6 separate regions of the Mus musculus genome follow, and regions 2, 3, 4, 5 and 6 are each linked to region 1. Evidence: chromatin contacts called from public ChIA-PET, capture Hi-C and promoter capture Hi-C data. All regions are on one chromosome and are shown on one strand. Each heading gives the region's core, a stretch centred on a gene start, on an enhancer-like site or on the middle of the called end of the contact. The rest is flanking DNA. Distances are from core to core; before and after follow the strand shown.

Region 1 (4,491 bases), core at 916-3,415:
ATCACTGAGACACTCTGTTCCACTCGCAGGATCTTTCTGTCCCATGCAATGATCTCTGTGCTCTGCCCACACAATAAGATTGTGGCAGTTCGAGAAATGGACAGAGTGCTATCTGGGGCATTCTGTTATTTCTGGCTTCCTCCTAGATCACAGACTCCTACACACTTAAAAAGAACAGTAGCGCCCAGCTCTGTGGCTAGGATCAGCCAGAGCCCAGCTAGTGAGCATGGACACAAACAACAGTGTGATCTTCTTGTAAATAGCGCATCTCTCTTCCCAGCCTCCCGTCCCTGACATGGGGACAAAGGAACAAGGGTAGCTCCTGCTGACTTGGCACTGTGGGAAATGGGACCAGCAGCTGTCTTCAGCTCAAGGCTAAATCAACAAAGAGCCTCCTTCTCCTTCAGGCTTTGAGTTTGAATTAGCTCCGTATGACAACAATGTTTCCACCCAGTGCTGTTCCAGACTTTGTGTCTCTAAGGCTGATAGGCAAAGAACAGTAGAATCCAACTTGGATCCACTTTAGAAAGGACTTGGTGAAAGTGTCCAGTACTGTCAATATTAGCTCCCTTCTTGGTTGAAAGGGGACAGTGTCTCTCCTCTCTGTATATCTTGGGTTGGCTTTCTTCAGAGTGAGTGTAGACCCCCTGGCTCTTCCAGAATACCAAATCTCTCCACCCCTTTACTCCCAGGCTTCAGACTTACACAGTCTTTTAACATCCAAAAACTCAACAAGAGAAGGATCTTTTGTTCTCACAGGAGTCTGGAAAGACTTGTAGCTGTGTTCAGGAAGATAGGACATTTCAAGGGCCAAGATTGTCACACACTGTTACTATGAAAAGAATGTGTGTTTACACCCCACCCGCACCTGGGGAGAGGCAGTGGGTTCTCAAAGGAATATATTTTATCAGACAACTTTTTAAAAGTTTTTTTTTTTTTTTAGAAGGGAACAGGTGTGCACTACACTGGAAGGGATTAATAAAGCTGACACACCAGCAGAAGGTAACACTGTTGGCTGAATTAGCAGGGAATGCCAAGCCCATGGGAGGGGGACGATGGCTTAAAATGTTGAGTTCGAGGCACCTGTAGGACATTAAAATGGGGCAATTTCTTGGAGAGGGAGATGAATCAGGAGCATAGGAAGATTGATGTTTAATATAAAAGCATTAAATCATAAAATAGATCCATGCTATAGTATGGACTAAGAAGTTTCCAAGTGGGGAGGGTCTTCAGTTCATTCATTCATTCATTCCTTGGGAGTGGCAGCTCAGCCAGATTGCCTCAAGTTCCAGGCCACCCTGAGCTATGTCATGAGTTCCTGGCTAATCTGAACTATATAGTGAGTTCAAGGCTAGCTCCAGTCAGAGAGCAAAGCAGAGGATGATGATAACTGTAAGAAAAGAGGATGATGATAACTGTAAGAAAAGTGAGGTAGAGAAGATAGACCTTGATCCCCACAGGTTGAGACTGATTTATTGCAACAGCGAGGGGCCCCAAGCTTTCTGCTGTTGCAGGTTGAGCCCATTTACAGACATTCTCTCTCTCTCTCTCTCTCTCTCTCTCTCTCTCTCTCTCTCTCTCTCTCTCTCTGTGTGTCTCTCTCTGTCTCTCTCTCTCTCTGTCTCTCTCTCTCTCTCTGTCTCTCTCTCTGTCTCTGTCTCTCTTTCTGTCTGCCTCTCTCTGCCTCTCTCTCTGTCTGCCTCTCTCTCTCTCTCTCCCTCTCTCTCTCTCTCTCTCTCATACTGTTTGAGAGCCCAAAATATTGTTTGTGAAACAATTAGGCTGGGACTAAGCAATTCTTTATGGCTAGGGGCTGTTGCCCAGTAAACCCGACTCAGCTTCTCATGACCTGAAGTTACCTAGTATGTTGATGGGGAGTGGTTGGAGAGGGAAAAAAAAGGGAAGAAGGAAGAAATGGAGGAAGGTGTAAGGGGAGGAAGAAATGGGAAAACGGAAAGAGGCTGGAGAGGAGGAGATGAGTGGAGGAGGACTAATTCTCATTTATTTTAGAAATCTCCAGACATTATTGAACACTGCACAAAGCGCCATTCAACTAGAGGCTCCTCTGAGCTCACCTGGCCGGCCCCACTGCAGGGTGACGGCGCGGGGAACTACAACTCCCAGCGTGCCCCGGGGCTGGCGGAGCCGTGGGCGTGGCCTACAGCTGCCACAGCAGGCGGGCGGTACCGAGTGGAGTCGGCGGGGCCGAGCTCCCGGATGTGGAGACGTTGGAGCGGCGGCGTGGGAGGAAGATGGACGCGCTGGAGAAGGGGGCCGCCACGTCGGGGCCCGCCCCGCGTGGACGGCCGTCCCGGGGCCGGCCCCCGAAGCTGCAGCGCAGCCGGGGCGCGGGGCGCGGCCTAGAGAAGCCGCCGCACCTGGCAGCGCTGGTGCTGGCCCGCGGCGGCAGCAAAGGCATCCCACTGAAGAACATCAAGCGCCTGGCGGGGGTTCCGCTCATTGGCTGGGTCCTGCGCGCCGCCCTGGATGCGGGGGTCTTCCAGAGGTGCGCATGTGCGGGAGCCGGGCCCGGGTCGGGGGTCGGGGGTCGGGGTCCCCAGGCCTGACCCTGGGTCGCCCCTGCTTGATGGGCGCCTGTCACCTCTGGGCTGCGCAGACTGCCGGGTGCTGCAAGGCCCGGGAGGCAGCAGGTGCATGAATGGAGTCGAGTTGGGGCTCCCCAGCTTAGAGAGTCTTCCCTCACCTTTGAGAAAAAAATATTCTCTGGCTGTGAGGCTGTGAGTCAGCACAAAGAGGAAATGGTCCCTACGTGTGTACGAGGTATGACTGTTTTATGGGTGTGAATGGGTTTAGCCTACCTCTTGAACTTTGGCCTCACTAAAGGCAGTTTTTATCTCTGCATCCTCTCGGCCTCCACCGGATTGATCAGGAGTTACAAGTTGATGCCATTCATCAAAGGAGGGAGATAAAAATCCTTTGCCAACAAGGAATTTAAATGCCCGTGCTAGCTGCATCCAAATTCTGCTTGAATTTATTGCTACCTTTTGATGATTTGGCTTTTAAGATGATTGATTCAGAAGGCTATTGATTTCCCCATATTATGAAGGCAGATTTTTTTTTTCACCCAACTGACATTGTTTAAAGATGGGATAGCAAAAGATATAAATGTATGAGTTTTCTTTGTGTTTTGACTCAAAGGAAGCTCTGGGTGGAGCTAAAGAAACAGCTGGCTTCTGAAAATAACACGTAATAGGAAGTGTGCTGAGGAGAGATAGGGGAGTATCGTGAATTTGGTTCAGCTCAGTAAACATTTCTTGAGCCCCACTTTTTTCCATACACACGCAAGGAGATAGCAAGACGGTCCGTGCACAGTTCTATCCCTTACGGAGCTCTCGATTGGTTTTTGTTTGGTTTTGTGTTTTTAAACCTCTCAGAATGCAGACTGCAAAGGAGTGAGAAGTTAATTATGTATAGGCCACAGGGACAAAGTAACATCTATGAAGGGAAAAGAGTTTGAAGTCATACTGACCATAGATTGAGAACAAAATTATTGTTCATGACTCTCAGGTCCCATGTCAGGAAATGACTTTCAGAGTGGATTCAGAAAGGGTACTGGTAGAACTGGAGAAATGGCCCGGCGCTTGAGAGCACGTACTGGTTTTCCAAAGGACCCAAGTTCAGCTCTCAGCACCATTGTTGGATAGCTCACAACTGCCTGAAACTCCGCACCAGGAGATTGGATATCCTTTTCTGGTCTCCACAGGCCCTTGGTCTCACGTGGACATATTCACACTATACAATCTTTTAAGGGGAGTGGGAGGGTAATTGATAGAGGCGATGGCTCTGGACAGAATGCTTGCCATGTAAGTCTGAGGAACTAAGATCTCATTCCCTGAGCCCACATAAAATCCAAGTGAGAGTCTAGTGCATCTGCAATTACAGCAGGACAGGAGAATCTGGAAACTCAGGGGACAGTCAGCTTGGTGTACCCAGTGAACAACGAAAGAGAGACCCTGTCACAAACAAGGTGACATGTGAGGACCAGTGCCTGAGGTTGCTCTCTGACCTCCACACATGTACCAAGGCACTCATGCATGTAGTCACACAAACGCCCACCACATATGCACAGGTAAGTCTTTATGTCCCGTAATTAGGCTTAAGAACAAAAGATGAATCTTTTATTCAGCACGTGCTGTCTATTACTATGGGACTGGGTATTGCTGTCTTGAGCCAAGGGTTAGAGCAGCAGCAGGAGCCAGCTATGTAGAACCATTGACAGGCGCAGCCCCATGCCCCCTCTGGAGCCATGGACACTGATAGGAAGAGTAAGGCTTGTTGGGCACAAGCCTCGAATCAAAGGTGACACCCCTGTTCCATCTCTTCAGAGGTGATGCTGTGCAGAACATGCGGGATTTCTGAGGAGTCAACTTTTAGCCCTAGTCACATGGACACAAGATGGTCATCTGTTTTCTTGGTTGTCTACTCTCTTGATGGTGTGACATCCAGGTGTCAGCAGGCATTCCTGACCCT
Region 2 (3,922 bases), core at 81-2,580, 340 kb after region 1:
GCAAACTGCTTTGGGTTTTGTTTTTTGTTTTTTGTTTTTTTTTTTGGGGGGGGGGGGTTAGTTTGGTTTGTGTTTGTTTGTTTCAATAAAAGATGAAGTTGAACTCAACAAATGCCATAAAAATAAATAAAATAAAAAATACAGTGAATTGCAGTTAATTAGGTTCTGGAACGTTTAAGAATATATTGAGTATAAGTATACTGTCATATGTCTTTGAACCCTAAGCATTAATAGCCCAAATGATTATTGCTCTAATGGTCTGCCTCATTATGTCAACTTTTATTACAATTTCTCCTTGGCTTCTTTCAGGTTGTGAGTTATTAACTTCCGGACAGTAGGCCTGTGCTAATTTGCATGACTTTTAAACTAATCATTAGACTTAAAGAGCAATTTTGCAATTGAAACCCATGGCACTTAATTGACTTCCTACCTCGAGGCAATAAATTACCCTGAAACAGCTCACCTCCCTACCAGTCTACACAAGGGCAGCTTTAGTGCTGCTGTTGTGTGTGACTTGCACTGATGATTCAGACGGTGTTGGGGTACGGGTTGGATGTAGTCGCACCGTGGGGCTGTGGGTGTCCCCAGAGGGCTGGCTGCGTGGACTTGCTGCAGCAATGGCCCTTAACCTCCTAACCGCAAACGAGGTCGTGGCGAGCGTCTCCGCTGCCACGCCTCGGACCGGCAGGTGGTCGGACCGACGCCCTGACCGCGAGCTTGGCAGCGGGACGTGTCCAGGACCGATGGCCACATCTCACGGGCTGGGGGCGGGCGGGCATCCCTCCACGGAGCCGGGGACCGCGGGAAGGGCAGGGCTCGGCGCCCCGTGCTCTGGGGGGCAGGACCAGGAACCAACCTCCACGAAGGCATCCGTCAGGTCACTGGCACGGTCCATCACCGGCAAATGGCGACCGGCCACAATTTTCACCTTCAGCTTCCCCGGCATCACGGCGGCTTCGGCCTCTCCTAGGATTCCTGCAGAAACAAACAAGCGAGTCTGCGCCGAGCGAGCGAGCGAGCGCGAGCCCGGGGGGGGGGGGCGCGGGGGCGCGCGGAGAGGCGTCGGGAGCGCGCGCCAACTGACAGCGGAGGGCGCGCGCGCCGCACTCACGCTCTGAGCAGGAACCGAGTCGTCCCGCGCGGCCACCGAGGCCTCATTCCGGAGAAGCAGCCGGAGGAAGGGCGCCGGCCAGCCGTGCTGCCCTACCCCTGACGTGCTGCAGAGAGCCGCCAAGTCCAGTCAGCATCCCGCAAAGCAGGCACCGCGCCCACCCACCTTTCTCCTCCCACCTTCCAAAAATGGCGGCTCGAGGGGCGGGAGCGATCGATCTCTCGGTGCTCTGCCCTGCGGCGGGGCCGATTTGAATTCGCGGGGCCATGGGAGAGGGGCGGGGCTGAGCTGGAGAGCAGGGGAACCGGTCGAGCCCTGCATCATCTACCCAGCCTCGGGTCGGTTAGGTGCAGGAGCCGTGCTGAGGACACGCTCCAGCGCTCTGGGCACCCGGCGCTGGTGACAACCCAGCCGCGCTTCATTTTGTTGGCCCTTGGACAGACTGCTGCTGCCAAGCATACTAGAGGAGTCTACTTTTAGTGTTTCCTGAGACGGCCACCAGGAAGGGGTACTGATGCGAGTAGTGGTTTTCTATGAATTTCAGTAAGAATCCTCTGGTTAGAGTCAGGTGTGGGGACGCACACCTGTCAACCCAGAACTTGGAAAGTGGAGGCAGGAGGATTGCATCGAGTTCTTAGCCAGCCTGGGCAACAGACGAAAAGTTTGGCTCAAAAAAGAAAAAAAAAAAAAAAAAAAAAAAAAAAAAAAAAAAAAAAAGGAAAAGGGACAAAAAATTACACACACGCATCTCAGCTAGTGAAAATAAATATTATTTCTTCAAAGACTTATTTCAGTCACAGGCAATTGTACTGTGTACTGGGTTATAGATGGCACTTCACACTTCCTTATGTCAGTGTGAACTTTGTGTGTCAGTGTGAACTTTCTTTTTTGAGGCAACATCTTGCCTGCTGGCCTCTCCTTGGTATGCAGCCCAGGCTGGCTTTGAATGTGGCAGTCTTCCTGGTGTATTGTCACAAGTGCTAAGGTGATGGGTTTGTGCCTGCACATCCAGCTCTCTAAGTATTAAGCATTCACACGCCTAAAGGAAAGGTCTACAGTGCTGGCTAAAAGTCAGCAAGAAACGAACCTCCAGCGGTACATGTAGTCAGTGTGAGAAATGAGCCCGAAGAAGACCTCACTAGGTCTCTGTAAATTGACCCCACTCTAGATACATCATGAGCCTGTCAAAGTGGGGTATTAGATACTGCTTCAGACTATCAGAAAATGATTGGGGTTGAAGCCCACACACAGGATGGAACAAGAGCACTTCCTACACTATGGCAAACCCAGCATTGGCAATACACTCTGTAGTAAATACTGAAATCAACACTGAAAATGCCAGTGGGAAAAAAATCACAGCACTGAATTTATCAGGAATGGAAAATTCCTAAATGAAGATATCAGCATGGTCTTTTTAACTTCAAAAATACTAAAACAGGATAGAAAAATTACTTGAAGTGGTAATGAACCAGAAACGCCCTTTCAAAAAGAGTCCTCCTGAGAAAGGAATTTTGCCCATGGGCAAAACTGAATTCTTCCAAAGAAAATGTCCTGCTCAAAAGAAGAAAAAGAATAAGTAAAAGATACATTGTTGCATACTGTTTGGACTAGAGAAATTTCCATCCTTGTCAGTAACAATAAGATCACAATCTCACATAATTTCCTTGGACCCACCTGTAGCTTTTTCCTAAGCACCTAAACTATCCTTGCTGAATTCAAGGGTCTACTACAAATCAGTCCATGTTCTTTACATTGTTTTCCCCTTCACTGAACCATTTTATTTAATAAACCATTTTTTAATGAAATCTATATCTAAGATTGTTCTCTCTGCATCTTCTCAACTGTTCCTCATCCTGCTTGGCGGTAGTCTTTGCAGTTTTTGGTCTGATGATAAACTCCTTGCTGAGGTAAATGCCCACACGGACATGTGGGCCGCTGGCCTTTTCTGCTGTCAATTGTGGATGACATTTCCTGTAAACCTGGACTGTCTTGCCAATCAGCTGACCTTTTAAGTGTCCTCACACAACCTGAACTTCATCCTTTGGGATACACAGAGATCAAGCCCCTGCCTCAGATCTTTGGAAAGGGGGATAGAGATGTTGAAATCCCTTTCCCATCGCTCCAGTTAGAAAGAGCTGAAAATAGTGACACGTGTCTTTAATTCCCAGCCCCAGAAAGGCAGAGGAAGGTAGATCTCTGAGTTCAAAGCCAGTCTGGTCTACATTGCAAGTTCCACTTAGGTCAGAGTTACACAGTGAGAAACCGTCTGTCCCTGCAGCTCCCTCCCCACCAGAAAAGAAATTTGCAAAAGTCCTTCAGTTTGTCAGTCACCCACTAGCAATGGTGCCCGAAGACCAGAGCTGCCTTATTATACGGATGGCGGGATAGAGATAGCTTTTTCTAAGGAAAATATATTGCCTTGTTACCAATTCCTCTTTTAAAGTATAAATGCAAAGACCGGAAGAGGGACTGCCGAAACTTCAGGCCCAACCTGGGCTACAGAGTGAGACTCTGTCTCTGAAAAGAAGAAGGCAAGAGTCTGGGGATGTAGCTCAATGGCCAAGCACTTGCTTAGCACAGGAGCCTTTGGGTTCAATCTGCAGAACCACAAACAACAACAACAAACCAAAAAGAGATACAGGAAAATGCAAGAAAACTGAGGCTGAGCGATAATTTTTAATGGGACATAATTCACAGAGTTACAAGGTGTTGTGATGTAGAAAATATTTGCAAATTGTACAATTAGAGGTTAGCAGGCTCAGCCTCCTAATTAGTGGACCTCCTAATAAAGTGCTTGTGCATACCTGCTGC
Region 3 (4,337 bases), core at 1,134-3,633, 290 kb after region 1:
TTGCCTGTCTTGAAAGCAACAGTAATTAGGCAATCGATACAGCTGCTGGGCCTCACCCATAGCAACTGAGACAAGTGCAGCAGAGGAGAGAAGGGAGAACAAAGGAGTAAGTGGACAGAAGCCAGAGAGCAAGACAAGATCAGCCATGTGACATCTGAGCACAGGCGTCAGGTTCAGGGCAGATGGGCTGTGGGTGCCTGAGGAACAGGCAGAGTTCAGGGCAGCATGTGCTTCAGAAACCTCTGTCAGTAACACTAGGAAGGACAGGCTGGAACAGGAAAACATTAGTGAAGACTTAAACGCAAACATGTTTTGAGAGCAGTAGCTTCTGGCACATGAATCGGGACTACAGTAAATTCAATGGACTTAGAGGCCTTGTGCCCGTGATTCAGCTTTAAGTTCTCCAGGCTCTGTCCTTCCAGCACTCTCCACACGTGCACGCACTCTCCACACGTGCACGCGCTCTCCGGCCTCCACACATGCCTCTTCTCTGCACTGCTGTCATTCTCGTCTAGTCTCCGTGATGCAAGCAAGCATCAGTCAGTCCATCACTGCACTTCTGAATGACAGTTCACTCGCACTCCATTTCCACTAACATTCCCATCCTACTTCAGACTTCTGGTCCTCTGGGATCCTGAAGCATCCTAGAATATCTCAACAATAAAACTTACTATAGATGTCACAGTTTTCCAACACAATATAAATTTCTTAGCAAGAATCATGTCTTAAACATCAAAGCCTTCAGACATAAAAGCATATGGCAGTAAACCCACTCACAAGGCAGGACTACCTACCAGAGAATAAGGTAGAGCAGTTGTTAGTAAGATGGTGTTTAATAAAAGGGGAAAGGTTACTATGGGGGCTGGAGAGATGGTTCAGTTGCTAAGAGCACTTTTTGCTCTTGCAGAGGACCCAGCTTCGATTCCCAGGACCCTCATGGTGGCTCACAAGCATCTATAATCCCAGCTCCAGGCCACCCAACAGGCACACATGTGTTATATGTGCATTCATGCAGCTAAAACATGCCTATACATAAATTATAAAAAAGTAACCTAAGCAAAACAAAAAGTCTATTTATTCTACGGCATTAGAATGGTTCAAATGTGTAACACATGGTCTGGAACAATAAAAAGCACAAAATGATAAAGAACACAGCTCAGTGATACTCATATTTACTATAGTTAATGACCTCTCTCTGACAGAATGAGCAGAGAATCGGGTAGCATGCATTATACTGTGCAACGGTAGACAGCACAGGGTCTAATGGCCTCTGCATTATAACAAATACCACCTTTCTAGAAGGGAATAGAGATAGGGTTCCAGGAAGATAAAATAACAAAAAAAAAGAAAAACATATGGAGCTGGAGAGATGGCTCAGCGGTTAAGAGCGCTGACTGCTCTTCCAAAAGACCTGAGTTCAGTTCCCAGCTCCCACATGGCAGCTCACAACTGTTTATAACTCCAGCTCCTGGGGATCCAGCCTCACAGCCATAGAAGGATGCAAATCACCAATGCACATAAAATAAATCAATCTTAATTTTAAAAAAGAGAAAAATATATCTGCCTAAAATAACAGGGTCAAAACTGATATAAAAGGAGCAAACTATGTTGGTAGGAAAACATTACGTCATATGTAATCTAAAAGTAAAATTTCATAGTGTCACATTCTTTAAGTGAGTTCAATGGATCTACAAATATAAACTGTACTCAAAAGTTGTGTGTGGCAATAGAGGGCTTAGTAACAAGAAGGCCTTATCCCAGAGGCTACAAGGAAGACAACAGACAAGGGGCCGTGGCAGAAGGATGACTGGGGGTGGGAAACCCTTGCAAAGAGCACAGCTCTGGGCACACAGGAGAGATGGTTCAGGTGAAAGGTAGAAGGAATGAACCCTTTTGAAGGCTCTCCCTAACTTAGCTATTAGGAGGAATATTGTTAGCAAAAGAAGTAGTTCCATCCCGACTTATAAATGTAGTAAGTATAGTGACTTTGTGGCTGGGCCTGCTTGCTTTCTTCCTCCCTTCTTCCCTCCCTCCCTCCCTCCCTCCCTTCTTCTTCTCCTTTTCTTTTTAATACAGGGTCTATGTAGCTCTTGGCTGGCCAGGAATTCACTATGTTGCTAGGCTGGCCTGAACTCAGAGAAAGCTCTGCCCACCAAGTGCTGGGATTAAGGATGGCTGAAGACAAACATTCCAGATATTTGGCAATTCATTTATAGAACACCAAGCACTCCATCTGAATGTCCCACTGGAATGAGTCCCCAGACTCAACGACTGAAGTGCTACAAGCAAGGACTAGTAAGTGGGCATGCTGACTATCCCGTAGCACAGCCTGTACAAATCATCCAGTTCACAGCTAGCCTGCGGCTCTCAAGGGGGCGGAGGTATCCTGAACTTGGTCTGATTTGCCCAACCCCCGTCTTGGCTTCCCTCTGTGCCTCTCTCCTTGGATCTGTATCGTATTGCTCCAGCTCACACAATCAGCCAAACCAGTGTCAAGTCAAGAAATCCAAGTGGTCATTTACCAGATGCTGGTTGACTCGCTGTAGCCCACTACAGCATGGCAGCCTAAGGCTTTAGCATGTGACTTTATCTCTTGTCTGATTTCTGCCCACCATGCATCTCGAGTTTCTGGTTCATCTGAAAAATAAAGTTTAAGTCAGTTGACTACTTGACAGCATGTTACACATTAGCAGGAAATATCTGCAGGAAGCTTGCCTCTGGGAGCTGAAGTGCTGCCCCACACTGTACACTTCCTGCTTTATTAGAATGCTGACTTCATACAAGAATCAGGGTTCAGTACTGAAACTGTATTGCTAGGACAGACCACTCTGCTATACTAGCGCTACCATGTCAAGGGAAGTGCACACATTTAGCATAATGGCTTATGTTTTAGTCGCTATAACCTAAAACGGAAACCTCAACTTCCCAGATTCCTACCTTGTTTATTTGTTTGACTAATCTTGGGGACAGGATTTCCTCGAGCTGAGTCTATGTGGCTAAGGATGACTGTGACCTGATCCTTCTGCCTTCAGTTCTGAATGCTAGTTTACTGAAGTGAGATGTCGTCGCACCGTGCTCAGATTCGAAACAGAGAGGACAAACTATGTTTCATCTCAAAGACTGAATACATTATGTATCCGATCCATAAATTGAATTTAAATACTGATTTTGTATTCTGTCACCTATCTTTATAATTACTACATTCTGAGTTCTTCCCAAGGTAAGGATCCATCAATATTTATTATGACATTAGAACCTTTGTCATACTTTAATAAATATATAAGTTCCAGGGCATAGTAACAGGGTATAAAAGGACTAGCCATAGTAACAGGGTATAAAAGGACTAGCCATAGTAACAGGGTATAAAAGGACTAGCCACAGTAACAGGGTATAAAAGGACTAGCCACAGTAACAGGGTATAAAAGGACTAGCCATAGTAACAGGGTATAAAAGGACTAGCCATAGTAACAGGGTATAAAAGGACTAGCCATAGTAACAGGGTATAAAAGGACTAGCCATAGTAACAGGGTATAAAAGAACTAGCCACAGTAACAGGGTATAAAAGGACTAGCCAATCTAAAAAGAAGGAAAAATGGGAGAGGCAGAAAAAGAAAAAATACATTTAAAGGGTTAACACAAATAATTTGGTTAATATAGAAGGGCAAATTTCAAACACAAAATTATAAACTCTATACATGGCCTATAACTTCAAAGGGTGGCTTATGGGCATGGTACCCATGCCTGAAGTCCTGGGTATGTGAAAAACTGGCCCATGAGTTTTTAATCAGAGCCTGGTCATCAACTTGGAACTTGGAACTTGGGTTCCTGTCTCACTGTAACAAAGACTGTTTAGGGGCTAGAGCTGAGCTAAATGGCACGGCCACACGTAGAGGCACTGGGTTCATCCCAGTGTTTGGCAATAACAGTGCTCAGGACTGCAGACCTGTTGGGGTCATGAGCATCCTTGTAAGGGGGCAGCATGAATGAAGGAGTGGCCACACACCTCTCAATCACCTGCACTGAGCGAGTGAACAGCACTCCAAGGGAGACTAACTCTTCATGGGCAAAGGTGTTAGAAGCAAGACTGGTCTGTTACTTGCTTCTTTTGTGCTCAGTGTGGGTTTGGGAGGACTCTGAATGCTGCATATTTTCCACACAAAAGGTACTAGCACACAAAGCAAAGCAATTATCACTTTCTATTGTTACACAGCAGTTATATCCGACTCTCAGCATCGTTTTTCAAAACAAATGAAGTAGAAGTATACTCACTAGGGAAGCAGTGAGGAGAGACAGTAAAGAAAGGTTAGGAAGCCTGCTAGAGCTCACACTGCTGTGAT
Region 4 (4,446 bases), core at 858-3,357, 280 kb before region 1:
CAGAAACCGTAGAGACAGAATTGGTGAGTGTAAAGGGACATTTGAAAGAGCTGTGTGCACAACACGTCCCTCCTCTGTGCTAAGGTCCGGTCCTCTCTGCTCCTCTCATCAGTACAGAGGATGAAGGGCTCATCCTTTGAGCTGCGTCTGAGGGCGTCTAAACAGAGGAGCCCTCTGCTGACTTTCCTTTTACGTATTTCCTAAATGTGTACTGGGGGAACTTTGAACAGTCAGAATAAGGCGGAAGCCAGGACAGAGTGCAAATACAATCCTGCGTATGTGTGTGTACACAAGATGCACGTGGCACACGTGTGGGTACATGTTCCCGTGGGTGCATGTGTGAGAGCATGTGCACACACACATATAGGCCAGAGGTCACCAAAGTCCTGTTGACTTTGCTTTGTGAGACAGGGTCTCTCACTTGCCTGGAGTTTACCCATCCTGCTGGGCTGGCTGGCCAGTCAGCCTCTGGGGCCCTCCTGCCTCCACCTCCACAGCCCTGGGACAACAGGCATCTGCAGCCACACCCAGGTTCTTCACTTGAGTTTCAGGGCTGGAACTCGGGTCCTTATGCCTGCCAGAGGAGCATTTTACTGACAGAATTATCTTCCCAGACTCAGCAATTATAATTCCAACTCTGACATTATGCTGACCCTCAACATGTGCAAGGAAGAAATAGAATCTTCATTCATTCTCAGCTCCCATCTTCAATTTGTAAAGGTTGTATCATTTACCCTCTCCCCTCATCTCTCTGACAGGCTTTGTATGATCTTGCAGAATTCAGGAAATCTATTCACCTGTTAATATTCCCTTGAGATTTTTAAAACAAGCATAATGGCACACACTTTTTAATCCCAGCACTTGAATCTGTAATTTTCCAGGCCAACCATAACTAAACTGTGAGTTCATGTGTCAACATCCTAAAACTGGAAGATAAATCTCTAAGAGTTGATTTTCACATAGCCTTATAAATACCTCTATTAGAAAAATCACTTAGGTTGCCTCATCCATCTTTCATTTTCAAAAGCACATTTTCTATATATGCATAGCATTGGAGAAAGATTCATTTTAATATTTCTCAGTAGAACACAATTTAAATGAAACTCTAACTTCAATCTTATCTTGAATTCTTAGAAGCATTAAACACTAATAGCATGAAGAGGTAACATTTCTGATTAGTCCTGACCACATATAGCTTTTCCTCTAAGAAAAGAATTTCTTAATTTGCTTCTTATTTATAAGGAAAATGCTCAGACAAAACAATAACTTGCCCCTTGGTCTTGCAAACTTTATATGCCCCAGTATAGGGGAACACCAGGGCCAAGAAGTGGGAGTGGGTGGGTAGGGGAGAGGGGTGGGGGGAGGGTATAGGGGACTTTCGGGATAACATTTGAAATGTAAATGAAGAAAATACCTAATACAAAATTAGAAAAAGTTTTAAAAAATTCCTACTTGGCCATGACATTCATTTACATTTCTAACATTAACAAGCCTATTCAGCCACTCACTACCCTTTTGGATTCTCTCCCTCTTCACCCCACATATAAGTTTATGTTTTCATTGCCTGTTGGAAAGAGTTTTATGACCTACAGACACCTTCAGAGCCAATGCTGCCCCATCACCACTGGAGTCCCCTATGTCTCTGGCCCACCATGGCCAGTGTTGCAAGTAGTACAAACCTTTGTTGGTCACCTCCCAAGAAACTTCAAAAAGCAGTAAGTCTTCCACAGGGAGTCTTTCAGCTTCCCACACAGGGAGCCCACCAAGGGATGTCACCGACAAGGAGCGGCCTCTGAGCATTCTTCTTCCAGCTGTGTGGTGCCGTTTGGGACCTGATTCAGCTGACTGCAGTCAGCACTGAGAAAAAGCAGCAGCCTTGGGATAGCCTCTACAGGGTGAGCCAGCAATCTGAGGTCACATGAACCCAGCGCAGCTGGATGAAGCGTGCCCAGCTCCTTGCTGCCTTTCAGGAGAGGGCAGTGCCTCACAGTTATAATCCACACAGACACCCAAAAACAAAAAAAACAAGACAAAACAAAACAAAAAATCGCAGCTGAAACCTGACTATTCACAGCAGGGCAGGTAGCCAGAGGACAGACTGAGCATGACAAGAGTCCAGTCCTTTGGCCTTTGGCCTTTAGACCAAACTCCTACACTCTCTGGATGCTTATTTTGTCATTGGCAGAAGCACAAGCAGGAGTTTCCCTCAGACACAAGCAGTTTTCCACAGACTGCACGGTGGTGCCTAGAGTCTACCCCAGCCTGTGCCTAGCTGTGCTCTTCCCTCTGCCTCTCCTTATCTAGAACTCTGAGTTTTATTCCCACTTATTTTATTCTAAATGTACAAGCTGGATTGTGGTGAGAGGCCAGATCTCGATTCTCCTTAAATGCTGTACTTTTTTGGTATACAAAGGCATAAACCACGGTGTCTTTCTGCATAGCACATAAAGAATGTGTCATTTTGGTTGATTGGTTGATTGTCAATCCCTATCTTAATGGCTAAAGAGAAATGAATTTTAGTTCCGTTCATGGATTTTAAATGTCAAGTATTATGGGATTGATAGTATTTCATAATTCAGTGCTCAGGAAAGTATTGAAATATGGGGGAAAGTTGCAGAAGAGGTTAGGATCTGAACTTTCACCATAATGATGATTACATCATCAGTAAAGGCCGTGCACCGCCTTTTCTGTATTTGTCAGTGTACAACTATGTATGTGCTTGTGTGTTTGCCCATACAGACAAACACCACCTTCCACACTCTAATATTCCCAAAAGACAACTACAAGCATGCTTGATTTTTAACCATGTTCTTTACAAGTTTAGCTTGCTATCAACATGCCTACATTAATAGGCCTTTTTTTTTTCTTTCAGAAAATGATAATTGTCCCAAGTATTCTTCTTGTTTGAATTTTAAGAATTCGGGCCAGCGAGAGGGTGCAGCAGGTGAAGAGCTTGCGGCCAAGCCTGATGACCTGGATTTGATCCTGGGACCCACATGACAGAAATAGATAGCCAGCTCCTGCATGTCATCATCTGACCTTCATGCATGTGTGGTGGTACACATAAGCAGTCACACACATACCACCTGCAAAAGAAATGCAATAGAGGAGCTGGGCGTGGTGGCGCACACCTTTAATCCCAGCACTCGGGAGGCAGTGGCAGGAGGATTTCTGAGTTTGAGGCCAGCCTGGTTTACAAAGTGAGTTCCAGGACAGCCAGGGCTACACAGAGAAACCCTGTCTCAAAAAACAAACAAACAACAACAACAAAACAAACAAACAAACAAAACAAAAAGAAAAGAAAAAAAAGAAATACAATAGAAAAATTTAAAAATAGAATTTTTAAAATTCTCACAAAAACTAAATTGTTAATACAGTATAGAAAATTTTATTAGTTTTTTTTAGCAACATCATTCAGCAGTAACTTAAGCCTGTCTTAATGACTCAAGGTGAATAGAGTCATATTTTATCATGTAGTATAAGCCTATGGAAATGAAGTAGAATATGTTTGTCTTCTGGGACTCAGTGACATTAAAAAATTCTTTTTTTAAAAAAAATTTATTTATTTATTATATGTAAGTACACTGTAGCTGTCTTCAGACACTCCAGAAGAGGGAATCAGATCTCGGATGGTTGTGAGCCACCATGTGGTTGCCGGGATTTGAACTCCGGACCTTCGGAAGAGCAGTCAGGTGCTCTTACCCATTGAGCCATCTCACCAGCCCCAACATTAAAAAATTCTTATCCTTACCTATGAACATGTATATAATTACATACTGTATATTTACTTGTTTGAAGTTTGACAGAAAAGCTTATATGGCTAACATTAAAAATCAAGTCAAAGGGCTGGTGAGTTGGTTTAGTGGGTGATGGATCTCGCAGCAAGCCAGATGACTTGAGTTTGATCCGTAGAATTTACGAAAGGGAGGGGAGGAGAGAACTGAACACACAAAGTGTCCTCTGACCTTCAGATGTATGCTGTGTCCTGCATACCCACATTCTGCTACACACACGCACACACAACACAATAATAATAATAAATAATAATAATAATACAAAATACTTTTTGAGAAAATCAAGTACTACGATAGTATAAATGTGTGCCTATGTGCGGAATGCTCAACATGGCTGTCTCTTTGAAGAAATTGTGAGTATTGACTTAACCTCTGAAGGTTCATGGCTGTCTCTTTGAAGAAGTTGTGTGTATTGACTTAACCCCTGAAGGTTCTGCAAACCCCAGTAAAACTGAACAGAAGGTCGTGATGACGAGGAGTGTCAGAGGAGGCAGGCCTTAGGTTTGCTGCGGTCTCAGCAATTGCAGACTGGCTCGTCCAGCACTGAAAGGGTTGCAGAGAGTTAACTCACACAGCTACCTGCTAAGACCAAGTGCTCAGTTGTGAATCAGTCTCTGGTGGGGTTCAGTCCCATCAGCCACTTGGCAGTTAT
Region 5 (4,221 bases), core at 675-3,174, 310 kb after region 1:
TTCAGTATTCAATGGATATTTTCAGAAGAAATATTTTAAATCAAAGACTGGAAAAATTAAAATTCAATTTAAGTATTTTAAATTAAAAAGCTCCACAAAACAGAAAAGTTAAGAAATTTTCCTAAGTAAAAAAGTAAATATTGGTGAAAAAATTACTCTGATATCTTAAATACATTTGAACTTTAAAAGTACAACATTATAGATAATGATCAAAAACCCTTTTCAGAACCTTTTAAGCAGCCAGGAAGGAGCGCAGGCGTACAAAACCACAGAGACAGAGAAGGAATAGAAAGTGTTCTCTTACCCGCTGTTCCAACGCCGACTGCGTCTGTTGCCGTAAAAGGGCTTTAAAGGGCCCCCCTTCTTTTCCAGCACTCCCACTGCCCATTCCTACAGGACAGCAGCACGTAAGGAACAAGCACATAAGTAGACACCGGCAAGCTCAAGTGCACTCATCTTCACAGACAGTGTCAAATACAGAAACTCAGCCACATGTTTAACCTATTTTGCTATGGTAAGTAGCACATGCATTTTACTCTACTATATTAAAACTTTCTTTAAAGTAAGATATCAAAGTTATGGTCACAGCTAGTTTTACAATCAATTTATTCTAATAAAAATATTAAAATAAGGCAACAATTCTTTGATAATATTCAATATTTATAAGTTGATAATTTTAATAAAATAACCAAAAGAATAACTGACTATGCTAACAACTTAAACACATCAAAATATCTGGTAAAATATGGGAAGAAACACACTAACTGCTCAGGTCAAAACTACAGGAAGCTAACGGGCCAATCAGCCTTCAGAATGAAGCTTATTCTCTGCTCATGCTCTCCTCTGAACATGGGATGTGCTCATTAACAAAAATCAACACACATGTGTAAGCACATCACAAATGTACATAGTCATGGATGAAAGAATTCTATTTCCTCACCCTTAGATGTATTTTAAGGCTAATATTACATTTTCCCTAGCATTTGTTGTCGTCATTGTTTTGATAGTAACACAAGGACAAGTATGGCCCACGATCTATGGAGATGGGATGGCTCACACTGGCTCTCAAAGCTAAAGATGCATCCGGTCAAGTTCACTGCAGTGCCTTAGGGAGGAGTTAATCCATGTTTACATTTTTAGCTGTTCTTGGATAAGGAAACAAGGGTTAGCATGTGTGTAGTCCCATTCTGATCTCTGAAAACAAAAGTTTTTCTTACAGTAATCTTAAGGTTTTTAGAGACTACACAATGCTAACTGGAAACAAAACTAAGATCTTTATATGAAGCATATTTAAAATCACAAAATAAAAGGTAAGTTTGCAGTGATAAATAAAGTACCAGAAAACATAGCAGAATAACTTGATTAATGGAATGGAAAGAAAACAAGTGTATAATAAAAGAATAGCACCAAAATGAGACTTAAACTGGTTCAAACAGAATAATTTTCTCATGTAGCCTTCTGGTTTAGCAACAGGATGGCACAGGTCGGATGTGGATGGAGCAGGTATGGAGAGAGGGGAACAGAGCATCTACAAGGACACTGAGTGAGACCTCGGTCCTGAGAGTGACAGCAAACATCCACAGCCACATCCTGACACATAATCTTTGTTAAACAGAAAACTCAGTGACTACTGATAATAGCCATCAAGTAAGCGTCAGTGACATATGTGTGGTTCTGATTAACTGTCAGTGAAATCACTCACACACATAAAGCACACAGTCATTCTCTATGGCATAAAATAACATGTTTTCAGAGATGATTTAAAACAAAGGGATTATTTAAAAAAAAGCTGACATAATGTGATCCTACCAGAAGCAGCCAGGAACAGCTCTTCACTGAAAGAAACACTTTTCCTCAGAACGGGGCTGACAAGGCTAGAGTGATGAGGGGTAAGGCTAGATTCCGAGAGGAGGCGGGACTTAAGGTGAAAGGAACCACAAGAGAGGGGGGTGGAGCTGGGACACAGGTAGATCCCCGGCCCCTGTGGGTAAGGTGCTGTGGAGGAAAGTAGCAAAGATGTAGGTTCAGAAGATGATCAGAAATGCAGGAGAAGGAACGCAGTGAGAGCAAACATAACAATCAAATGGATTCAAATGCAGACAAACCCACACTGAGTGAGCCAGAGCTCAGGTACCCACCCACCCGCCAGAGCCCTAGCCAACATGCAAACCAAGGACACCTTCAAAATGAACAAAGCCCTTCAAACTCTGCAAGCACTGAAAAACTTTAAATCATTAGCAAGACTTTATGCATTCCATCACTTTTGACTGACTTCTTCAAATACTTAAATTGCCCACCAATTGATTTTGGTTGGTTGGCTGGCTGACTGTATTTAAGAACTTGTATGGCTGAAAACCACCACTCTCCGTATGGTAAGAAACTTGTGGCTTCAATCCAAAACACTGATTTAAAGTAGTAAATTTTGGTACCTTAAAATGTTACTAGCTATGATACTGCATATATTTGTGCTAATGGGATACTCATTTAAAAAATAATCATAGAGTAATGTATTATGAATTCCAAGCTAGGTTTTTACTCTCCAGTTTTGATGTATACATTAATCCTTTCATCTTACCTCTAAAATGTCTCATACTTTAATGTGATCATATCACTATTTACAGATATTTGCACATAAAGGTCAAATACCCTGTGTATTGTAAGAAATATATACAGCCACCCTGCCTAAGAAAGTAAAATCTACCCAAATCAAGTGTGTAAATCTCTGCTATATACCTATTACAGCATTCAAAAATTCCACTCCTATTAGTTGAGAAATTGGGGAAAACATTTTTAAAATCTCATTTTTTAAAATGTTATAAATTAGATTCTAATAAAGTAAAAAAAAATTAAGAAAACTAACCCAAAAAATGCATTATAAACAGAAAAATAACTTTCTCAGACCACCCTTTATTCTGCTCTATTTCTGACGTCTCGGTTTATAAATAGTAAGTCAATCATAATCGACTTGTACTGCTTCTCAGAAGCCGGACAGAGACAGGAAAGGATGCTCACTGAGTCTCAGCTTACGAGGTAACAAAACTGAGAGGTGGCAAGCCCCTCCAGACCGCGCAAAGGTGGCGAGGGTCTCAACAAGCTACTAAGGTGGGAAAACAAAACAAAACAATCAGAGTCAGCTTACAGGTATATAAATGAGGTTTTAAGAACCAGTACTACAGAAGTCCTTGCTAGCACATCTGATGCCAGTCAGAAAGCTTCCATTGCTGATGCCTGTACAATCTTTAGGTTTGTCCTTTTGTAAGAATTAAGAAACAAAAAAGCCAAAAAAAAAAAAAAAAACCCCGCTTTCTAAACGTTATCTGTGGTACGACAAGAACATAATCAGTGAGCATTATTGAAAAGCAGCTTAGAAGCCAGTGAGCAGACCAAAGCCTCACAGCTCCAGTCACATCTCCTTGTTTATAAGAGCACACCCAGAGTCCCAGCTATACTGGGCCTGGGCCGACTCCTGCTCACAAGGCAGAGACCAGCCTCCGCAACTTAATAAGATCTGGTCTCTAAGTACCCAGGAGCTGAGGAGGAGGCTGGCTGAGGTGGAGTGCTTGTCCAGCATGCACCATGAGCTGGGTTTCATCTCCAGCCTACAGAAAAGGTGCAGAGGAGAAGGTCCCATCCCAAGCCTACCTTGTTCTCAGTGGCATGAACATTACGGCTAGTCGCTTACTCCTTTTTTTTTTTTTTTTTTAAATTTCATCGCAATTTCAATGGCTCAATTTTTATGGCACAAAGAAGTTAAAATACCACATTCCAAAGCATCCATTACTATAAAATGCTATCTTTTTTTTTTGTTTTGTTTTGTTTTTGTTTTTTCGAGACAGGGTTTCTCTGGTTGTCCTGGAACACACTTTGTAGACCAGGCTGGCCTCGAACTCAGAGATCCGCCGCCTGCCTCTGCCTCCTGAGTGCTGGGATTAAAGGCGTGCGCTGCCACACCTGGCTGAGCGTGAAGAACAAGAGTAAAGAGGCTTTAGCAGTACTTTTTAATTGTTACTCATAATTATATACAGTACAGCTTCAGCATCTGTAGGGAATGCTGCTGAGGCCACCATGACCAGCACCGCAGGAACAAAATTCACAAATACAGAATGCAGTGCGCTCTGCAAATAGCCTTCGCATAGCCTCCTCCTATTTTAAATCGTCTTTGTACTGCTTATAATACCTAACACAATGCACATGCTAACCCCAAAGCGGCTCTCATGCGTC
Region 6 (4,286 bases), core at 588-3,087, 340 kb before region 1:
GGGAGGTGCAACAATCTACAAGGTAGGAAGACCTGTGTCATCTGCACAAAAGAAGGAAACTCCACCACCCAATAACATCGTAATTCCACAAATCACAGCTCACACTACCCAGATTCATCATTTCCTCCCCTCAAAACGTGACTTTTTGCCGGCAGCTGTCGATGCTTGTTTTGACTTCCTCATATTTTATTTGAAATTTAGCCCACTCCAGTCTTGCCTCTTAACTTCAGACAGCAACATACTTCTAAGCCTCACATCTTGTATGGGCACACACACACACACACACACACACACACAAAACACTATGTGTGAAGTTAGAGGACAATTTACAGGAGTCAGTTTTCTCCTTCCACCACATGAGGCTCAGGTACAAAACTCAAGTTATTAATTAGGCTCAGCAGCCAGCACCTTTACCTGCCAGGCTGTGTCACCAGTCCCTTGGGCTCTCAACATCGCTGACCTGAAATGACTCCTTTGTTTCTGATCACTCTGCTGTTCATCGCCTCTTTTCTTGGACCTTTACTGTGCAGCTTCTGTATGTTTGCTTCCATAGCTCTGCCCATTCCTCTTAGGGATGCTTCACACATGCCCAATCTTTCCTCCACTTTTAAATTCTTAGAATTCTTGCAGTTCTTACAGTGGGTCACTTCAATGTTTAGAAAGGGAAAGACTAAGCTAACTGCCTCTTTGCTGGGCTCCTAAGTCTGGCATTTCCAGTCACCTGGCTTATGTTTCTACTTGCCTGTCGAATACACATTTTTCTTTCTGTGCGTTCATAATTTGGTTTCTTAGGAAGTCTCTGTGGTTCCTCTAAACTGTTTCATTTACCCACGCTTGAGCCAAAACTCTAAGTAACATCCTTGGCTGACTTATTTTCTCCTACCTACTCTCATGTCTGTCTTACCTGCTAGTCCTGTTTTCCACATCCAGTCATTTCTATCTCTCCATTCCTCCCACTCCTGGTCCAACCTTCCACCTCAGCCTTTTGCTTGAGACCATTTGAATATGTGCTAGCCAGTTCCAAGTGCCCTTCCTTGTGATGCCACCACCCCTACTCCACACAGTATTACTGCCTTCCTCTGCTTCAAATAAACCAAGCTATTTGCTGTTTCTGCTCTCTCTCTCTCTCTCTCTGTGTGTGTGTGTGTGTGTGTGTGTGTGGTGTGTCTGTCTGTCTGCCTGTCTGTAACTTGTAACTGGTATACTAATTTCAAATTCCCTGGAATCTTCTTTTTCAAATCTCCCTCTAAAATAACCCAGCACTGCCCTGTCATGTCATCTTGGCTGCCTTTACTTACTAACCTAAGCATGGTGCCAGTAGCGTAGAGAGAGTCCTCCCCTAACTAAAAGATTAGCTTGAGACCAAGAGGTAGGAGGTAGCCATTCAACACATATTTGTTAAATCACTGACTAGATGGACACTTGAGTAGATGAATGACTGGTGTCAAGTTCCTCTGAGGCTCGCTAACCTTTTGGTGTTCACAGGGGTGATTCATCTCCGCCCACAGTTACATTTGTTTCATTCATAATGGTGAAATGCATTGGGCAGCTAACAGGAAAAACAAAGGTGACGGTGCTGATACAGTCAGAATGTCTCCTGGCTGGTGTGGTCAGTTCCCAAACAAATGATATCCGCTCATCAATCATTGTCCTATTTCTGCCAATTAGACCTCCCCAGAGGAGTCATCAGGTCCGCTCAGTTCTGAAGATTGACAAGCTACCCTCGTGGTCTCCTCTCCTCTGTGCAGACTCCAACACTAGGAGTTTTTAAAGCCCGGGGGTTGTAACAAGTTTAGAAGACTGGAAGGTAGGGCGAGAGATTGTGGGGCTCTGGACAGGGTCGGAACATGAAGGTAAGCAGCAGATGTGTGCACCCGATATCTTTCCAGCTGTTCTATAAACTGTCTACCTTTCTATCTAGGTTATATGTACTGAGCATTGTAGTGACTGGACATTTGAAGAATAGTGCCTTTAAATAGTGCAACCTGATTTTGCTGAATAGAACTTATCCACCAATTCTTTATTTGGGTGAAGTTATGAAAATCATATCTTTCTAATTTTTAAAGTTACTCTTTATGGATTAACTAGAAGGTGGGATCATATACTGAGTGAAGTAAGGGGCCTACTGTCCTCTCTGAAGAGGAAGCAAAACGAAAACAAACAAACAAAAAACAAACAAAAAAACAAATGCAGCCACACTCCGTCCGATGAGGCTGTGTTTGGTCGATGTGTCTTGTAGGGGCCCAGCGTCCTGGCAGTGACAGCCGTGGTCCTTCTCCTGGTGCTGTCTGCGCTGGAAAACTCCAGCGGTGCTCCACAGGTAATGCAGAGAACACAAACCCCGGGTTCGGACTAGGCAGCCTCTGTTTTTGCTTTTTCCACCCGCTGCATTGTAATAACGATTCTTCTCTCCTCCCTGCACTGCAGCGACTCTCTGAGAAGAGGAACTGGACTCCCCAAGCTATGCTCTATCTGAAGGGTGCACGTGAGTTCCATACTCCTTATTCTCCTCACGGAGGGTGATGGGAGACATCCGGGGACTCCTAAGAGACAGGGTCACAGCCGGCTCCAGTAAATAATTAGGATTTCAGACAATCCAGAAACCATAGGAGTGGGCAGGTGGGACAAAAATACTCTGATGGCCAGAAACCCTCCCCCAAAGAGGTGTTTGGGGTCACTACTGTGACCTGGCACTCTCGAAGCTGAGGCAGGAGAAATGCTAGCTTGGGCTACCTAGTGGGCTCCAGGTCAAACTAAGATCCTGTCAGGGAAAAAAGGAAAAAGGAGGAGGGAGGAAATAAGAAAGAGCTGGAGAAGGGTTCAAGAAAGGCGAAATAAAGGAAAGGGGGGAGGGAAAAGTGGGGGATAAGAAGGAAGGAGAGGAGGGAGAAGGGGAGGGAATGAAGGAAAGCTGGCTGATTGAATTTAGAGAACTAATGATTGAACAAAGAAGGTGCCTGGTAGAGGAGCATAGAATGGCAAAAGAAGTTAGGAAGGGAGAGAGGAAGGGAAGGGGTGGAAGGAAAGAGAGAGGCACGCGCGAATCCCACTGGGGCTGCTCTCCGAATCGAGGTCGCATCCCTGGCGGGAACCCGCGATCTCCCTGATCCTGGGGTCTAGCTGTCTGCCTCAGTCCTCCTCGTGTCCCACCCCTCCCCCTTCCCACCCCCCGCAGAGGGCCGCCGCTTCCTCTCCGACCAGAGCCGTAGGAAGGAGCTTGCAGACCGGCCGCCTCCAGGTGAGCGAGCGCTGCGCCTATGGCGGGGTTCCACCTGCCCTGTCCCCTAGCAGGCGGCTAGTGAGCCCGGGTCCCCAAACTGGCAGGGTCTGTAGCACAGACACAGGGCAGAGAGAAGCCCCCTCTCCGGGTATTTCTGGAAAGAGCCTTGATCTTTCTCTTCCTAAATAGCAATTGCTACTAAATAATCACTTAGACATTTCAAGTATATCTTTCTCCTAAATGATTAGAAACAGCCGCCAAAGGTTTTTAACCAAACGCAATTAAGTTAAAAGCTATGAACGAATGATTGAGCCAGGTATGAATGACTGAGAGGAGGATCAGTTTTCTTCCGGGACAAACTCTAGATAAGCTATCCAATCTCAAGTCCTCAGCCCTAAATAGTTGTAGGAAACGCGGGGGGGGGGGGGAATCATAAATTACAGAGGATGCATAAGACGAGTTGGGGGACAGAGAGAGGGTGGAAACTATGCAAACAGTACTCATCATGTATGAAATTCTCCAAAAAACAAATTAATTAAGAAATAGGTTCAGGAACATTTTTTTTCCTTGATGAACTTAATGACATTGCAGTTTAAACAGAAGAAAAAATAATCTTGGTAAAATTTTGTATAGAAGTACCAAGAATAAAAGCTATACTTACTTGGAGAGATATTCAGCACTGCTTAGCATGCCGATAGCAGATGCTTTCAGCTTTTGTTTCAGTTCCTGAGTTTGCAGTGTGACTGGTCTTGTTTTTTAGGGTAGAATATGTTTCTTCTCTTCCTGCTACTTCCGATTAAAACTCCCAGCCTGTCCTAGATCAGGACCATGTCATCTGTCAACTTAAGTATGAAATAGACTGCAGCGGCATATCCCTGTGACCCAGTAAACATATAATTCAATAAAAGTGAAATAACTCTGACTATTTAGCCAGGGTCTCTTCATTCAAATAGCTAATTACCTCCTATGTGACCACGATTGTAATCGGTTATCTCAAATTGACTTGGAAGGGGGAAAGCAGGGAGATCCGGCTCCAATGAGATATTTTGGCCAAAACAACCTTCTT

The links. Promoter capture Hi-C pulls out the DNA fragments that hold promoters and counts their contacts. ChIA-PET counts read pairs in DNA pulled down with a chosen protein or histone mark. Capture Hi-C pulls out chosen DNA fragments and counts their contacts.
Region 2: an RNA polymerase II ChIA-PET map of effector CD8 T cells shows a contact between it and region 1, with 29 read pairs. The contact joins the promoter of C2cd5 here to the promoter of Cmas in region 1. A contact is called at or near these places in 3 of 39 promoter capture datasets (the HPC-7 cell line, liver and macrophages), 4 of 484 Hi-C or Micro-C datasets (CD4 T cells, CD8 T cells and embryonic stem cells), 6 of 115 datasets of contacts at active chromatin or transcription factors (double positive thymocytes, effector CD8 T cells and embryonic stem cells) and 2 of 9 other capture datasets (adipose tissue and embryonic stem cells).
Region 3: a contact with region 1 is called in a promoter capture Hi-C map of the C10 cell line. The contact joins the enhancer-like site here to the promoter of Cmas in region 1. A contact is called at or near these places in 5 of 39 promoter capture datasets (the C10 cell line, the HPC-7 cell line, embryonic stem cells and 1 more), 1 of 484 Hi-C or Micro-C datasets (nephron progenitors), 2 of 115 datasets of contacts at active chromatin or transcription factors (embryonic stem cells and forebrain) and 3 of 9 other capture datasets (adipose tissue, embryonic stem cells and liver).
Region 4: a contact with region 1 is called in a promoter capture Hi-C map of liver. The contact joins the promoter of Gys2 here to the promoter of Cmas in region 1. A contact is called at or near these places in 3 of 39 promoter capture datasets (the 3T3-L1 cell line, cranial neural crest and liver), 2 of 484 Hi-C or Micro-C datasets (the HL-1 cell line and liver), 1 of 115 datasets of contacts at active chromatin or transcription factors (embryonic stem cells) and 3 of 9 other capture datasets (adipose tissue, liver and pancreatic islet).
Region 5: a promoter capture Hi-C map of the HPC-7 cell line shows a contact between it and region 1. The contact joins the enhancer-like site here to the promoter of Cmas in region 1. A contact is called at or near these places in 5 of 39 promoter capture datasets (the HPC-7 cell line, HPC-7-derived erythroid cells, embryonic stem cells and 2 more), 1 of 484 Hi-C or Micro-C datasets (CD4 T cells), 2 of 115 datasets of contacts at active chromatin or transcription factors (embryonic stem cells and forebrain) and 2 of 9 other capture datasets (adipose tissue and liver).
Region 6: a capture Hi-C map of embryonic stem cells shows a contact between it and region 1, with 4 times the contacts expected there. The contact joins the promoter of Spx here to the promoter of Cmas in region 1. A contact is called at or near these places in 7 of 39 promoter capture datasets (the 3T3-L1 cell line, cranial neural crest, embryonic stem cells and 4 more), 1 of 484 Hi-C or Micro-C datasets (large pre-B cells) and 2 of 9 other capture datasets (adipose tissue and embryonic stem cells).

What each region holds. Positions count from the first base shown.
Region 1 is chr6:142,754,521-142,759,011 of GRCm38.p6, forward strand. Cmas (cytidine monophospho-N-acetylneuraminic acid synthetase) reads left to right here and starts at 2,166. Exons shown (of 8, transcript NM_009908.2): 1 at 2,166-2,506. The coding sequence starts at 2,253. It overlaps LOC115490443 (a long non-coding RNA gene), which reads left to right and starts at 2,788. Exons shown (of 2, transcript XR_003956544.1): 1 at 2,788-4,090; 2 at 4,347-4,491.
Region 2 is chr6:143,098,822-143,102,743 of GRCm38.p6, forward strand. It overlaps C2cd5 (C2 calcium-dependent domain containing 5), which reads right to left and starts at 1,331. Exons shown (of 29, transcript NM_001362113.1): 1 at 1,112-1,331; 2 at 857-975. The coding sequence starts at 946.
Region 3 is chr6:143,047,603-143,051,939 of GRCm38.p6, forward strand. It overlaps C2cd5 (C2 calcium-dependent domain containing 5), which reads right to left. Exons shown (of 29, transcript NM_001362113.1): 13 at 2,523-2,637. Among named protein-coding and RNA genes, the nearest start is that of C2cd5, 50 kb to the right of the region's middle. Within about 2 kb of position 2,384, at least 17 of the 459 cell types and tissues checked have an H3K27ac peak or open chromatin away from gene starts, as enhancers often do. A contact at or near this core is called in the HPC-7 cell line and adipose tissue, where this site is marked.
Region 4 is chr6:142,471,002-142,475,447 of GRCm38.p6, forward strand. Gys2 (glycogen synthase 2) reads right to left here and starts at 2,108. Exons shown (of 17, transcript NM_145572.2): 1 at 1,680-2,108. The coding sequence starts at 1,800.
Region 5 is chr6:143,066,752-143,070,972 of GRCm38.p6, forward strand. C2cd5 (C2 calcium-dependent domain containing 5) reads right to left here. Exons shown (of 29, transcript NM_001362113.1): 9 at 305-390. Among named protein-coding and RNA genes, the nearest start is that of C2cd5, 31 kb to the right of the region's middle. Within about 2 kb of position 1,925, at least 39 of the 459 cell types and tissues checked have an H3K27ac peak or open chromatin away from gene starts, as enhancers often do. A contact at or near this core is called in the HPC-7 cell line and embryonic stem cells, where this site is marked.
Region 6 is chr6:142,411,594-142,415,879 of GRCm38.p6, forward strand. It overlaps Spx (spexin hormone), which reads left to right and starts at 1,838. Exons shown (of 6, transcript NM_001242345.1): 1 at 1,838-1,853; 2 at 2,240-2,320; 3 at 2,428-2,485; 4 at 3,176-3,238. The coding sequence starts at 1,848. It also overlaps a transcript of Golt1b not described here.